2 separate regions of the Ovis aries genome follow, and region 1 is linked to region 2. The links are chromatin contacts, called in public Hi-C maps. All regions are on one chromosome and are shown on one strand. Each heading gives the region's core, a stretch centred on a gene start, on an enhancer-like site or on the middle of the called end of the contact. The rest is flanking DNA. Distances are from core to core; before and after follow the strand shown.

Region 1 (3,502 bases), core at 843-3,342, 190 kb before region 2:
AGCATTGAGATAGAGACTGGGGGGCAACTCGGCCAGCCAGGGGGGATCCCTGTTAAAATGGACCCATTCGGGCTTACCTCTGTTGCCAAGTTTCTGAGGACAGGTAAGGAGGAAGGGCTGTGGACTTAAACACCACCCAGAACACGTTATCCTCGTAAACTGATGCTTTTACTGCCTTCAGCTATACTCTGAAACTTTCTCATAAATATGCTAAAGATTGCATTAATAAACTGTTATGTATAATGCACTGAATTGACGCCGTGACCTGGTCATACTGCGGGCGCACACTCCCCAAATGTCGAGAGCTCCCACTGATAACACAGTGGCCATTTCTTGGGCCACTGTCCCATTTCCCCAAAGCCATGAATACTGGGAGATATATGAGCTTGCATACTGGAAAATGAATTTGTTGATGTTTAAATGAAGATGTCAATATTTTGTATTTCCAAATTCAGTTTTCCCCCTTCTCTTAGTTTTTCTGCTGCAAATAGGTCTTATAAGACTCATATGTTTCCCTTTATTAGAAAAGCACACTGGTCTGTGCTATGAGACTGAATGACAACATTGCGGGTCACAGAAAAGACTTAGCATTTTGAACCTTTGTGCTGCTCAGGCCCCCAAGGTCATTCATGGGAGGATCAATTTTATTATATTTCTGTTTACTGCTGACATCACTGGGGGGCAGGAGTGGATGTCACAGGGAGGCAAGCAGGGGGAGCTAAGGGCATAGTTGGATGCTCACTTTGCCCCCACCCATCCCTGACTGCAGTTTCCTCTGCACCATGTCTGTGCCCCCTCCCTGGAGAGGGTTCTTTTGTGAGAAGCAGTGTCCAGGGTACAAACCCTGGGCAAACGGAGAAGAGTAGCTAGACTTAGTTCTTTATTAGCCGCACATGTTGGGTTTGACCAAGTTCTGTTAAATAAACACAGAACCTCACATCGGTGGATAAAATCTGGTGATGCCCGCCTCATTCAGGGTATATATGGTTATCTAGAATTATATGGGGTGTCTATGGTTATCTGCAGTCATAGGGGGTGTATGGTTATCTGCAGTTGAAGAGGGTATATGGTTATCTAGAGTTATATGGGGGGTCTATGGTTATCTGTAGTCACAGGGGGTATATGATTCTTTAGAGTTACATGGGTTGTGTGATTATCTGCCAGAAGAAAAATTGACAACCTCAGATGATACCACCCTTATGGCAGAAAGCAAAGAGGAACTAAAGAGCCTCTTGAAGGTGAAAGAGGAGAGTGAAAAAGTTGGCTTAAACCCCAACATTCAAAAAACAAAAATCATGGCATCCGGTCCCATCACTTCATGGCAAATAGATGGGGAAACAATGGAAACAGTTACAGGCTTTATTTTCTTGGGCTCCAAAATCACTACAGATGGTGACTGCAGCCATGAAATTAAAAGATGCTTACTCTTTGGAAGAAAAGCTATGACAAACCTAGGTATTGTATTAAAAAGCAGAGACATTATCTTGCAAACAAAGGTCCATCTAGTCGAAGCTATGGTTTTTCCTGTAGTCATGTATGGATGTGAGAGTTGGACTGTAAAGAAAGCTGAGTGCTGAAGAACTGATGCTTTTAAACTGTGGTGTTGCAGAAGGCTCTTGAGAGTCCCTTGGACTGCAAGGCGATCCAACCAGTCAATTCTAAAGGAGATCAGTCCTGAATCATCATTGGAGGTACTGATGCTGAAGCTGAAGCTCCATTATTTTGGCCACCTGATGCAAAGAACTGACTCACTGGAAAAAACCCTCCTGATGCTGGGAAAGATTGAAGGCAGCAGGAAAAAGGGACGACAGGATTTTGATGCCAATTTAGTTTTTTGCTGTTCTTGTGCTCAAAGGCTTTGCTTGTTTGAAGTGAAGCAAGACCCCCGCCCCCTAAGAAAAGGGAGTCAATGATTTTATAGTTCCAAAGGCATCTTTGGGCAGGAAGTCAGAGCAGGTGCAGTGGGCCGGAGCAGAGTTGTCCCCCCATCCCGCGCCGCCTCCACGCCCCCGCCCAACACTGGTGGCTGCTGCAGGGAGAAGCCTCTAGAGGGCGCAGGTGAGCCCGCACGCGGGAGGCCCCGGGAGGGGACAGGCAGTCAGGGAAGAGCACGGCGTCCTGGGAGCGGAGGGAAGTGGGCTGACGGTGAGCGACCGGAGCCCAGGCAGCTCTGTGGCCGCCTGCCCTGCCAGCACCTGCTCCCTGGACACGGCCTGCAGCCACCTGTGAGCCCAGGGGCCACAACGGAACGGAGCCTGGCTTTCTTCAAGGACCATCTTCTGCTGGGATTGGAAACAGACCCCCCGGTGGGGTCCAGGTAAGGCTTATCCTTCTCTCATGGTTTCCTAAGCGATTGGGCTATGGATGAGATGGAGGTGTCACCGTCCGGGACAGCCCAGGTGCATTTTTGAAATGCGTGTCATTTTTGGGTTGCGTTTCAACAAGCTTTCCCGATTACCATGCGTCTGTGCTACTGGTTCTAAGACCTGAGAGTGTTCCTTTGTTTTCAGGGAAACACCAGACACCCCATTTTGCTACTAGCTGTGTGTCTGGTGAAAGAGCTGCATCTGTGTGCTCAGCAGGTTTGGGGGCTCAGTGCTGAGAGCCTGGAGTCTCCTGGAGCCTGGAGGTGTGCTGTTCCAGGACCGTGAGCTGTGTGCAGCAGCGGGGGTCCCCAAATGTCCCCAGAGCCACCTTCCTGGGTGGTTCTGAATCAAGGCCAAAGTTGTGGCCCCCATGTTTTGGGGTGGGTGTGGGGACAGAGAGTGACTGGGGGGAGATACTTGTCTGGTGGCTCCGGCTGTCACTCCAGATGAGTCTCCGCTCAATACCCTGACAGCTCAGGGGCAACTAGGGTTCCCACCCCAGAGCCACTGATTCCCCATCTTTCCGCCACCGTAACTGTACCTGCTTCTCCCAGGAGGTTGGAGGTGTTGGGGAGCGGGACAGAGGGGGAGGGTCCGAGAGGGACGGTAAAGCCACAGGGGTGAGTGAGGAGGAGTGAAAGTCCCTCCATCCATCAGGGGAGTTTGATGGAGTCGGGGGTGGGGGTAATCGTGATGAGAGAGGAAGCTCAGCCCATCCTGTCTGAGGTTCTGAAGTTGTGCTGAGACACTTTGCAACTAAGGGTGAAACTGCAGCTGATTCAGATATTAAAGAGGGAAAAACCATGATGAACCAAAGGAGAAAAAAGAATCAATTCAGATAACAGAAATATTTCCTGCCCAACTCTGAGATCTCTAAGCCTTAATAGCTTCCAAGTTACATCTTGACAGGGTCTGCCGTAAAGAGGGCTACTCTACAAAGTTGGGGAATGGGTGTTCATCCTGATGACACCCCAGGTCCGTTGTCACCGGGGAGAGGATAGGCCCTGCCTGGGCTTGCTCAGCTGGGGTCTCTCTGCCCCTATCCCCTCCCCCAGGTGAGCCAGGCGATGAAGGACAGTCCCATGACAGCACGTTTGGAGGGCAGTCCTGGAAGCACATGTCTTTGGAGGAAAAAG
Region 2 (3,524 bases), core at 329-2,828:
TTTTGGTAAGTTTTCGCTCTCAGAGCAAGAATAGATTGGAGTTCATTTCAGCGGTCATGATTACCTGCCTTTCTGGTCAAGCACGATGCGTTCGACATTCCCACTAAATCTCATCCTTATCCCTGGTGGTTCAGCAGTTAAGACTCTGAGCTTCCACTGCAGAGGCCACAGTTCAACCCCTGGTCGAGGAACTGAGATCCCGCAAGTTGCTTGGCACAGTCAATAACAACAAAAAAATCTGTTTAATCCAGTCAGTTCAAAGTTAAGGCGACTGAATGCAGCTAAGAGACACATGATGTCACAGCGAAAAAAATCCAAATAATGTTGGTGTCAACACAGGGCTTCCCTGGTGGCTCAGTGATAATCTGCCTGCAATGCGGAAGACATGGGTTCTATACCTGAGTGGGGAAGATCTCCTAGAGAAGGAAACGGCAACCCCCTCCAGTATTCTTGCCTGGAGACTTCCATGGACAGAGGAGCCTGGCAGGCTACAGTTCATGGGGTCACAGAGTCGGACACGACTGAGCGACTAATGCTTAATGCTGCAGCTCTCTTCAAATGCAGACAAGAGTGGACAATTTTCAAATAAACGTTTCCCTCCCAAAGTACAGTTATTGTGGTAAATTTGTAGACAAATTTAATATGTTTAAAGAGCTTCCTGTTAAATAACTTAAACTCTAAAAATAAATCCATAGGAGAAAGAGCAATAGTATATAATGTATTTATTCCTCCCACATCTAAGTGGAAAAATCAAATGCATGAACGGAGGGTCCACAAACACACTGATGTGCTGCCCAGCATAGGTGTCAGAAGCAGGGTTCCCTCAAAGCCCCTTCCCCTCACAGGGAACACAGCAGTTTAACCCATAGCTTAATGTGGCAGGGGCTTTTCAGAACCTAAAACCTAAGAAAGAAATTCAGTAGGGGCAACAAAAACTAAAAATGGGTTGTCTGACTGAGGCAAGTTAACTTTGGAAATAGAAAACTCCTAAGCTCCTTAGTTACAAAGCTCTGAGGGTTTGTGATGTCCTTCCTTCCCTTCCAGATTACATTCAGAAGTTGCTCTGCCTTCCTCTGTGAAATCCATTTCAGTAACAAAGAACCTTGGAAGCCACCCCGACCCCCACCAAGACACCATCCACAAACCTTACCCCTAAAGAGCAGAGAAAGACTCCTCTCAAACGCGTCCTAAGAAGCCAAAGGGATGCATGTGTCCACCGTCCGCAGCTCTACCATTACCGGTAGCGGACTCAGGACTGAGAGAGGCCCGCGGGGCTCAGGCTGCCCATCCCCGTCCCCGCGGCTCCACTCACCTGAGTGCCTCCTCCCGCGGCCCCGGGAGCCGCAGGCTGTCCGGCCGGTCCCTCCGCCGGCGGTAGAGCCCCGACTGTGAGAGCTCTTTCAGCTGTAAGGCCGTCATGCTCCCGACCCTCCAGGGCCCGCCCCCGACCCCCGATCGCGACCCTCGGAGCCCGGCACCGACGGAGACCGTCCTGTCCCACGCGCACACCTGGCCCAGGGAGAGGCCTGGGGCGGCGGCGCCCTGCCCGGCGCTTCCTGCTTCCCCGACGCACCCCCTCCCTGGGCCGGGCTTATCTCCGCCTGCACCTGGGGGCGGGGGCGGGGGGGACCTGGTGCTCACGTGTTGACCAACAGGCAAAGCCTGGCGGCGGTGAGCCATCACACCGGCGCCGGCATGAATCCTACCAGCATCGTTCTGATCAAAACTGGCTGAAAAGTCCCTGAAAGGTAGCGACCAGAGGAGGGGCCTGCCCTGTTCTATTTGCCAGGAAACCCACCAACACTTCACAGGCAGCTGCTGGTGTCAAGAAGTGCCTGGTCATCAGGAGCTCCTAGGGACATTTTCCTTAAAAAAAAAAAAAAAAAAAAAAGGAAAGCCCAGTTCTCAAGGCAGCAGCTAGTTCCTCCCTCTCCACTGAGCTCTAAATCCTCTTTAGAAAGGAAGTGCCTTCTTTCCTCCCCCATTAAATGTTACTCAAAAATTCATAACTGAAAGGAAAGTGGTTTCTTCTACCAACCCCCATCCGGGGATTGTCTCAACCCAGGATCGCCTGGGGTCCCTTCACCTGAGATGCCCACAGTCTACCCAGAACTGTCCTGGGTACCCAGGAGCCCTGCATGTTTGACCCCAAATCAGGAGGGCTGGTCTGGTTCCTGGGGTGAAGAGTATAGGTGGGTGTCTGCAGAATGGGGGACAGACATCAGGGACATGTCCTTGTCACCCGGCCCCGCAGGATGCCAGCAAGACAGCAGGCAGCTCTGACTCAGCCTCTTCTCAGGACAGGCCACTCTTGCTCTCAGCCAGCAGCCTGGCTTTGTGGTTCCGGCAATTTGTCTGTGTCAGCATATTCCTGCCAGGATCTCCTCCAGGCTGAGAGCAGAATGGCTCTGAAAGTTCTTTTCACTCCAAGAGTTAAAGAGTTAACATACTCCCCTCTCTAATAGATCATGTATTGTGAATCCAAGTATTGGGACATCCCATGGAAGCAGGGTCTCTTCTTGGTCTCACTCCTTCACTCAGCATCACAGCCCTGGCTCCCCTGGGGCTGTGACCCTGATCCTGCAGCCCACTAGAAACATGACTTTCTACAGCTGCCATCAAAATGCAATATCCAGTTTTAAAGAAGATGCATTGGGGAAATTAGTAACGTTGTGTGTGTGTTAGTCACTTAGTCCTCGGACTCTCTGCTACTTCATGGACTGTAGCCCACTAGGCTTTCCTGTCCATGGGATTCTCAAGGCAAGAATAGTGGAGCGGGTTGCTATTCCCTTCTCCAGGGGATCTTCCAGAGCCAGGGATCAAACCCGGGTCTCCCACACTGCAGGCTGATTCTTTATGTCTGAGCCACCAGGGAAGCCCAAGTAATACTGTTACCACTCTAGATTTAATTAGTGATGAAAGGTTAAAAACAATGAAGTGACAGGTGTTGCTCTTCCTCTCTCTGGAGGGAGACACAGAAAACTGATACCAGGAGCCCTGGCACTGGGCAGAGCAGCAGAAGACAGCTGTATACCTTCTGGACTTTCACTGTGCTGCTTATTCAAAATAAATGCGAAAAATATAGAAGATTTACATATGCCTTTCGTACAAAGCTCTGGAATCCTACTGAGACCAAAAAAAAAAAAAAAAAAAAGCAAAGTTGAAAGTTTACAGTAAGAGAAACCTCAAATCAGGATTCCTAAAGTGTCTAATTCTTTTTGTCATGATCGGCGAAAAATGCAGAGAAACAATCTGTTTTTTTTTTTATTGTAAGCATCAAAACAGGTAAGACGCCTAATGAATAAAACACAATTACTTGTGGCCACTGCAGACACAGAAGCCTCAACATAGGACTGTAACACAGTTATATGGATATGTCCTATAACATAGGACATATGTATCTATAAGAAAATGTAAATAAGAGCGCTTGATTTTGTTTTTTGTTCATGGCATTTTCTTTTTTAACTTTTTATTTTGTATTGGGGTATAGCCAGTTAATAAGGCTGTAATAGTTTCATGTGAAC

What was found. A called contact is a pair of places that touch in the nucleus more often than the background predicts.
Region 1: a contact with region 2 is called in a Hi-C map of liver, with 2.4 times the contacts expected there. The contact joins the promoter of EDAR here to the enhancer-like site in region 2. A contact is called at or near these places in 2 of 16 Hi-C or Micro-C datasets (liver and muscle).

Annotation. Positions count from the first base shown.
Region 1 is chr3:62,185,679-62,189,180 of ARS-UI_Ramb_v3.0, reverse strand. It overlaps EDAR (ectodysplasin A receptor), which reads left to right and starts at 2,092. Exons shown (of 12, transcript XM_060412131.1): 1 at 2,092-2,317.
Region 2 is chr3:61,995,190-61,998,713 of ARS-UI_Ramb_v3.0, reverse strand. All of the region lies in intron 1 of LIMS1 (LIM zinc finger domain containing 1), which reads right to left. Among named protein-coding and RNA genes, the nearest start is that of LIMS1, 48 kb to the right of the region's middle. Within about 2 kb of position 1,578, at least 13 of the 54 cell types and tissues checked have an H3K27ac peak or open chromatin away from gene starts, as enhancers often do. A contact at or near this core is called in liver and muscle, where this site is marked.